2 separate regions of the Mus musculus genome follow, and region 2 is linked to region 1. A link is a contact called in public Hi-C data. All regions are on one chromosome and are shown on one strand. The core of a region is the stretch at or near the end of the contact, and the rest is flanking DNA. Distances in the headings are between cores, read along the strand shown.

What was found. Hi-C and Micro-C count contacts between places; a contact is called where the count stands out from the background.
Region 2: a contact with region 1 is called in a Hi-C map of cortical neurons, with 4 times the contacts expected there. The contact joins two enhancer-like sites. A contact is called at or near these places in 3 of 484 Hi-C or Micro-C datasets (cerebral cortex, cortical neurons and embryonic stem cells) and 1 of 9 other capture datasets (adipose tissue).

The regions. Positions count from the first base shown.
Region 1 is chr13:45,537,510-45,541,034 of GRCm38.p6, reverse strand. It overlaps Gmpr (guanosine monophosphate reductase), which reads right to left. Exons shown (of 9, transcript NM_025508.5): 7 at 1,968-2,010. Among named protein-coding and RNA genes, the nearest start is that of Gm34582, 14 kb to the right of the region's middle. Within about 2 kb of position 1,579, at least 86 of the 459 cell types and tissues checked have an H3K27ac peak or open chromatin away from gene starts, as enhancers often do. A contact at or near this core is called in cortical neurons, where this site is marked.
Region 2 is chr13:45,821,076-45,824,501 of GRCm38.p6, reverse strand. The region is part of intron 3 of Atxn1 (ataxin 1); the gene reads left to right. Among named protein-coding and RNA genes, the nearest start is that of Atxn1, 140 kb to the left of the region's middle. Within about 2 kb of position 1,856, at least 17 of the 459 cell types and tissues checked have an H3K27ac peak or open chromatin away from gene starts, as enhancers often do. A contact at or near this core is called in cortical neurons, where this site is marked.

The DNA of each region.
Region 1 (3,525 bases), core at 330-2,829:
GGCTTCTTCTACAAACTAAATTTACCTTCATTGTTTGGGATTAAAGAGGTGGACTAAGAACATGTCTATATTCCAGCTAGAGGGATTAGAGGTGTGTGCTAAGGACTGAGCCACACCACAATTAGAAATAGTTCCCTCACCCCATTCCCCATCCCCCAAGTAAATAACACAATCTCAGGGCTCATGGTGTGATCAAATATCCTGCAAATGGATGCCGAGTAACAGGGTGAATGACAGACCAATAGTAGGTGAGAAGCAGCCTTGATGTCTCTGCTGGGGTCATCTGAACACTTATAAGGAAACACACACAAGCCCAGGGTAAGCACTAAGTCAATTCTACTCTGCTCCATCTGTTAGAAGGCGATGCTGTGTGGAGCTGACCCTGGTAAGCAAGGCATGGACTCCACAGTGTGCCACTAGCAGCTCTCAGACACCAATGCTGACCCCCGCCTCCCGCTGTGATTTTTTTTCTTGTTTTATTTTCAGACAGGGTTTCTCTGTATAGCCCTGGCTGTTCTGGAACTCACTTTGTAGACCTGTTTGAGGCTGGTCTCGAACTCAGAAATCCGCCTGCCTCTGCCTCCCGAGTGCTGGGATTAAAGGCTTGCGCTACCAAGCCTGACTCCGCTGTGATTTTTAAGGAGGCAGTGAGATAACTAGTCTGGCCAGACCTTCAGATGAAGAAAGTCACCAGCAGGAACCCTGAGCACAGATCTGCTCTACACAACTGCTTAAACTGGTTCCCGGTGATTTGTATTTCTCAACGCTCAAATTGCTTCCCAGCTGGCTTTTCCTAGACGAGGTCCTGCTCTCTTTCCTTGGTGCATGCAGGACTACACTTTAAACAGAGCAGGTCAAAGGCCTGAGGAAAGCTGAGGACAGCACCAAGCCTGGGGACATGGTACCTCCTGAAGGACTGTAGCTTTTTAGTGTGTTTAGCTCCCACTTAGTACTGTGGTCCATGGGGCATACCCGGAGGAAGCCCACACTAGGTAATGCTTAAGGATAAGGCCCTGCAGCTAACTGTGGGACTGTGACCTTGTCATACCCTGGATAGGCAAGATAGAAGAGGGTTTGTTCTCTCTTTCACAGCAGATCTAGGGGCAGGCATTTTTTTTTTATGCTATACGTTGGGTTGCTAAGAAACTGAGCCAGCAGGATCCTCCTCTATCACTGCTGTAAAAACAGACCAAGGGCTGGTGGGATGGCTCACCAGGTAAAGGCACTTGCTCACAAGCTGAAACACCCCCAGACCCACACGGTGGAAGGAGAGAGCTGATTACTATACAATGCACACAAATACAACGTAACTCTAATGTTTGTGTTGTTGTTACTATGACAAAAAGTTTTCTACCACAGTGTGTATGTGTGTGTGGTGTTGTATAGTGTACAGCTGAACAATCTGAGGCTGGGCAGGTAGTTCCCGTTTGTGGAAAGGGGGCAGCACATACGGGCTCAGCAGCTCTGTTTTACCCCCCTTCTTGTGAGATGTTAGTGTGTGGCACAAACAGGGAGCCCAGAAGCCCTACAGCAGAGACCTTGATGGGTTACAGCAGACACTACTGCCCTCTAGTGGGAGGCAGGCCTGGTCAACCTTCCACCAAGACTGGATCCAGCCAGGATGAGGTGGGGGCTGCTCCAGGTGGTGGTATCTGCACAGCGGAGCCAGAGTCACGGGAGCGAGCGCTGGGCATTCCCCTCTCTTACTGAAAACATCACAAGCCGACCCACTCCTAGCTCGCCATCCCCATTCTGGGCTCCCGGCTTGCTCAGCAACAGACCCGAAGCAAGCTGAGCCGGGAATTGGTTAGACAGAAATGAAACCCCCCGGCAAAGAAAAGTCCCGATGAGCTCAGAAGCCCCTCGGGGGTTCCCTTCTCCATCTGGTTCTTCCAAGCTATCCAGAGCTCCTCCTTCCCTGTCAGCCCCTCTCCCCCTTGTGGCAGAGCTGTGTCCCTCGTACTTACCAAAGGCTTTGGCGACATCTCCTGGACATGTGCAGCCTCCATCCTTCAAAGGAAGGAAGGAGAGAATATCAGTAAGGTGGGAACAGGCCAGACCATGCTCACCAGTGAGGAGGAAGTAACCAGGAACTACCTCCCATCCCTACCCAAGCAGCTGGCCCAACACTACCCTCACTTTGACGGTCAGAGGCCGTCACCCCTGCCCATCCACCCTCTGGTCTCAAGCACCTATGTCTGGGGAGGAGGACAAAGTGTGTCAGACTGGCCACTGTCCCCCGCTACACCATTATATAACATGCCCAGCCACTCCCTGCTCCCTCCTCCTCCCCGCTCAGAAGCCACCCCTCCCTGCCTACAGAGAGGTGAGATTTTTTTTTAGTCTGAGCGCTAGATTATTTTAAGAGCTGAGAAAAAGGGCACGGAGCTGGCTCCTCTATCTTCTCAGCTGCCTTGCATCTCCAGTCCATCAGATGTCCTTAAAAACAAGTGCTCATTGCTGACATCCACTCTGCCCACACAGCACAGGCTGGCCTCACAGGCAGCATGATAAGCTGCAAGCTTAGGTTACAGTCACTGACTCAAAGTTCCTAGGATACAGCCTTTACGTGCTTCCTTATTAGCGAGACCCCCAATGTGCAGGCTGCGATTTACTATCCTAGCAGAGCCTGGGTGATATGGAAAGAGAAGGGTGCCAATGCTCTCGAGTGCCAGCAAAGCACAGAGAGACAGACAGCCCGGGAAGGAACAGGAAGAGATGGGGACAGTGAACAAAGTGACAGGGATGTAGCCAAGCACAGCGTGGGCTTGACAAACGCCAAGACCTCAGAAGGAAGGCCCTGTCTTCATAAAGTGGGAGCCAGCTACACGGAGCTGGACATTTGGTTTAGGAACACATTATGTCTGTGGGGTAACAGGTGAAAGTCGGCAAGGCAACCACCTCTTGAGTTGCAGGTGGGGACATCTAGCTACAAGAGGGGCAAGACCCTTCCTTGCAAAGAACATCTCACCCCGAAAGTACTAGGCTCTGTGACTCGACACTCTTCTGTTTGGCCGGAGACAGAGTCTCACTATGTCAACCTCCTGGGTGCTGGGACTACAGGCCTGCACCCCCCACACACACACACACATACACTAAGGATAGTCTTTCTCCATCACCTAATTGGCCCTCACACTCCAAGGAGGAGGGTTCAAAGCCTGCTGCTTAGCTATCCTTGCTGATAGATGTCTGTGAGCCTATCACTCAGAATGCAGAGGCAGGAAGATTCAGAAATCAGAGACAGACATCATCAATATATATGTATAATATATATATATATATACACATAATATTATACATATAATATATGTGTATATATTATATGTACAATATATATATTATAAGTATAATATATGTGTATATATTATATACTACACATATAACACATGTATGTTACATATTATATGCATAATATATATACATATATATTATATGTATAATATATATGAGCATAAACAAAATGTTTTTATGCTTGCAGCTCTGATCAGTGGGGAGGTGCTGAAGACTCAGTCTTTCCTTCCAAAC
Region 2 (3,426 bases), core at 607-3,106, 280 kb before region 1:
CATTTAAGCGATGCCATCTTCCTCCCCACAGCCAGCGATATGTAATCGCCTCTTGTTCTTGTGACGGTGTTGCTGCTCACAACTTGTTCTGATATGTATGCTAGAGAATCAACAGAAATGAATTTCCTGCGGCCAGGAGTGACTTGATGGTGCATATGGTGTGTGTGTAGTGTCAGCATGTGCATAGGAACGTGTGCCCATATATGCTGTGGAGACTATTGGCTAATGTCAAGTGACCTCTGGCCTGGCTGACCAGTGAGCTCTGAGGACCCATATGCAAGGACAGGATTTGAATTTGCAGGGGTCTCTGCAAACACCACAGCCAGCAAACTGTTGATCATCGAGGATCAAGAAGGCAATTAGATTCAGCGTGGCTCGGTAGCTGGTATTGGTGCAGACTTCAAGACGCTGACCTCCAATAGGCATATTTAAGCACAGGACAATTTGGAAAAATAATTTCCTGGCAATAATTAACTCAGTCCCATGTGCACCACAAAGCTTAAGATATGACTATGTTGAAATTCCTTATAAAGTGCAAGTAACATCGTCTAGAAAGGTGGGCTCTAAAGATTGAGAAAAACAAACTCAAGACGAGAGTCGGAGGGAGGATCCAGCATAGCCTGGCCACACAGATAGCATAAGGGTCACCAGGCTAATTAACCATATCTGCTTCCAGCCTCCTAAGCAGAAAATAGGTTATACATCTCTCCCTTTGATGTGACAGTCTGTGTGTTAGCATTCCTGGTTCCCTTAGAGTTTATTTATGAACACAGAACCTCTGCACCTCCTACATGATTTGACAGAGCTATTGGCCATGCTGGTACATGAGTTATTTGAGGTCTGTGATTCCCATAAAATAAACAGATCTCTTTATGAAAAATGACCACAGGTATGGTACAGGCATGGTGAACCACACCTGTCATTCAGGGTTTGGAAGGTAGAGGCAGGAAGCCTAGGCTGAAAGATCCTGTCTCAAAAATTCAAAGCAGATAAACGTGGGAAACAGTCATCTTTAAAAAGGAAGAAAAGTGGCAATTTATGTCTCATTGCTTCTGGGAAAGGTATTCGTTGGTGTAGTTATTTAGGAAAGTGGGCATTTTCCAGGAAATATAAGCGTGCACATATGCATTTTAATTATACAGCTTTCCTTGTAGAATTTCCCATTGAAAAACCACTATGTGTGTGTGCTATAAGCCATGGAGGGTGTTCATTACAATCTTAACTATGTTAATGATTTCAAAATTCAGAGCCAAGCTGAGTGTTTAGCAGAGTAAACAGAAGACAAGCATGTGGCCTTGGGATGGCTCAGAAAGTAAGGCTACGAAATTGAAGACCAGTATTCAGTCTCTGGGTCTCACTCGGGAGAAAAAGAGAGCCGCTTGCAACAAATTGTCCTCTATGCTATGGCATGCTTGTATCTATATGTGTATATGTATATGTATGTTTGACCAAACTATTGTTCAGTGATATATATATATATATATATATATATATATCACACAAACATATTAAAAAGCACATTATGATATACAATCAAATAAAAGGATACTATACAATACGAACATTGGATAATCTGTGGCTAGCAATTCAGAAAAATCACAAGAAGCCAGTATTAAGCCACAAGGATATAAGTTACAAAAAAAAAATCTTTTACACTGTGAATATATATACATATATATGTGACTAAACAACTCACTTTTCGCCCTGAGACAGGTAGGAAAAGCCTGGAAGCTTACAGCGGCTTCCATTAAAATTCATATCCCTCTGTTTTGAGAATATCTATGGAAATGAAAGCTACCAGCTATTTCTGCCATTTCAGTGTTCACATGTGATTTTTTTCCAAGTGCCCTGCACAGAAAGTCTCTAAAATATCACATGTACTCTGCTGGCAGGCTGCAAACCAACAGAAAGATGGCTGGGTAAAAAGGAACTCATGCACGCAGAATATTTTTATCTTTAAAAAAAAATTACATTCATTCCTGAAATAGAATATTTGGAGAGGAGCTTTTCGTGAATGATGGTAGATTGAAGGCTGTATCTAAAAATAGAGCAGCAAGCTTTAATAAATGAAAATTAGCGTCCTAATCAGTGCTTTATGGGCTCGGCACTGATCATGTCACTCACCGCTTCAGCTAACGTGGTCCACGCCTCTTCTAGCTCTGTGATTTGCCGGTTGGGCTGTGATGAGTCCATCAACACATCACCACCATCACCACTGTCCTTACCAGCACCACCATCAGTACTACTATCACCATCAACATCATTATCATCATCAGTTCCATTATCAACATCAGCATTATTACCATCAGCATCCCCTCAGTCAGCATCACTAACATCAGCATCATCAGGACATAACCCAAAGCACATGCTTTTCTAGGTTCTGAGATAATGTCTTTATAAATATCCCACTTGATAGATGCATGATCCTGCCACAGGATCTTTGTCTTACTCTAACATAACACCCTCTGCCAAGTTCCAGTATTACACCCTGTGATGGTTTGTATATGCTTGGGCCAGGGAGTGGCACTCTTAGGAGGTGTGGCCTTGTTGGAGTAGGAGTGTCACTGTGGGAGTGGGGCTTTAGTACCCTAGTCCTAGCTGCCTGGTAGACAGTCTCCCACTAGCTGCCTTCAGATGAAGAAGATGTAGAACTCTCAGCTCCTCCTGCACCATGCCTGCCTGGATGCTGCCATGCTCCCGCCTTGATGATAACAGGCTGAACCTCTGAACCTGTAAGCCAGCCCCAATTAAATGTTGTCCTTTAAAAGACTTGCATTGGTCATGGTATCCCTTCAACTGGCTGAGTTTCTCACTGCTGCATGGACAGATACTCGGTCATCTCCATTTATTCGAGAGAAGCTTAACAGTCTATGTAAGCAAAGCAGTACCTATTTCTTCCAAACCTGTATCTCCAGAGTTTGGATCTAGACTTCATGTGTCTGGAGGCACAATAATTATATACCGAGTGTATGTGCCATTCAATTGGCCCAGTAATTCTGTGCTAATACTAGTTACGTTCTGCAGAGTCAAACAACAGAGGCTCGGTGTGTAAATAACTTGACCATATTTGCTCAGCTTGTGAGTAATGGGGACTATAATTCAAAGTCATTGTGTCTGTCATCAGGGCCATTTGCCCGACAGCTCCATTTTGCTATCCATCATTTGCTGCTGCATAGAGGATCTTCTTTTCATGCAATCAAATCATCATTTGTTTAATTCCTTGAATTCACCTTTATAGCATAGAATCATGTTCTGTTTAGGATCATTTCTATTTGCATGTTCAAAGGTCTCCCCGCTGCTCGCCCCCATTTTAGCCTGGGTTGCTGCCAGCCCTCTGTAGCTCACTGGAGGCTAGCTCCTGGCATTGTCTAGGCTCTAAAGCTCTGTTGGTATGCAAAAGCTGCAGACCTGTTTCAAGGAGGAAGC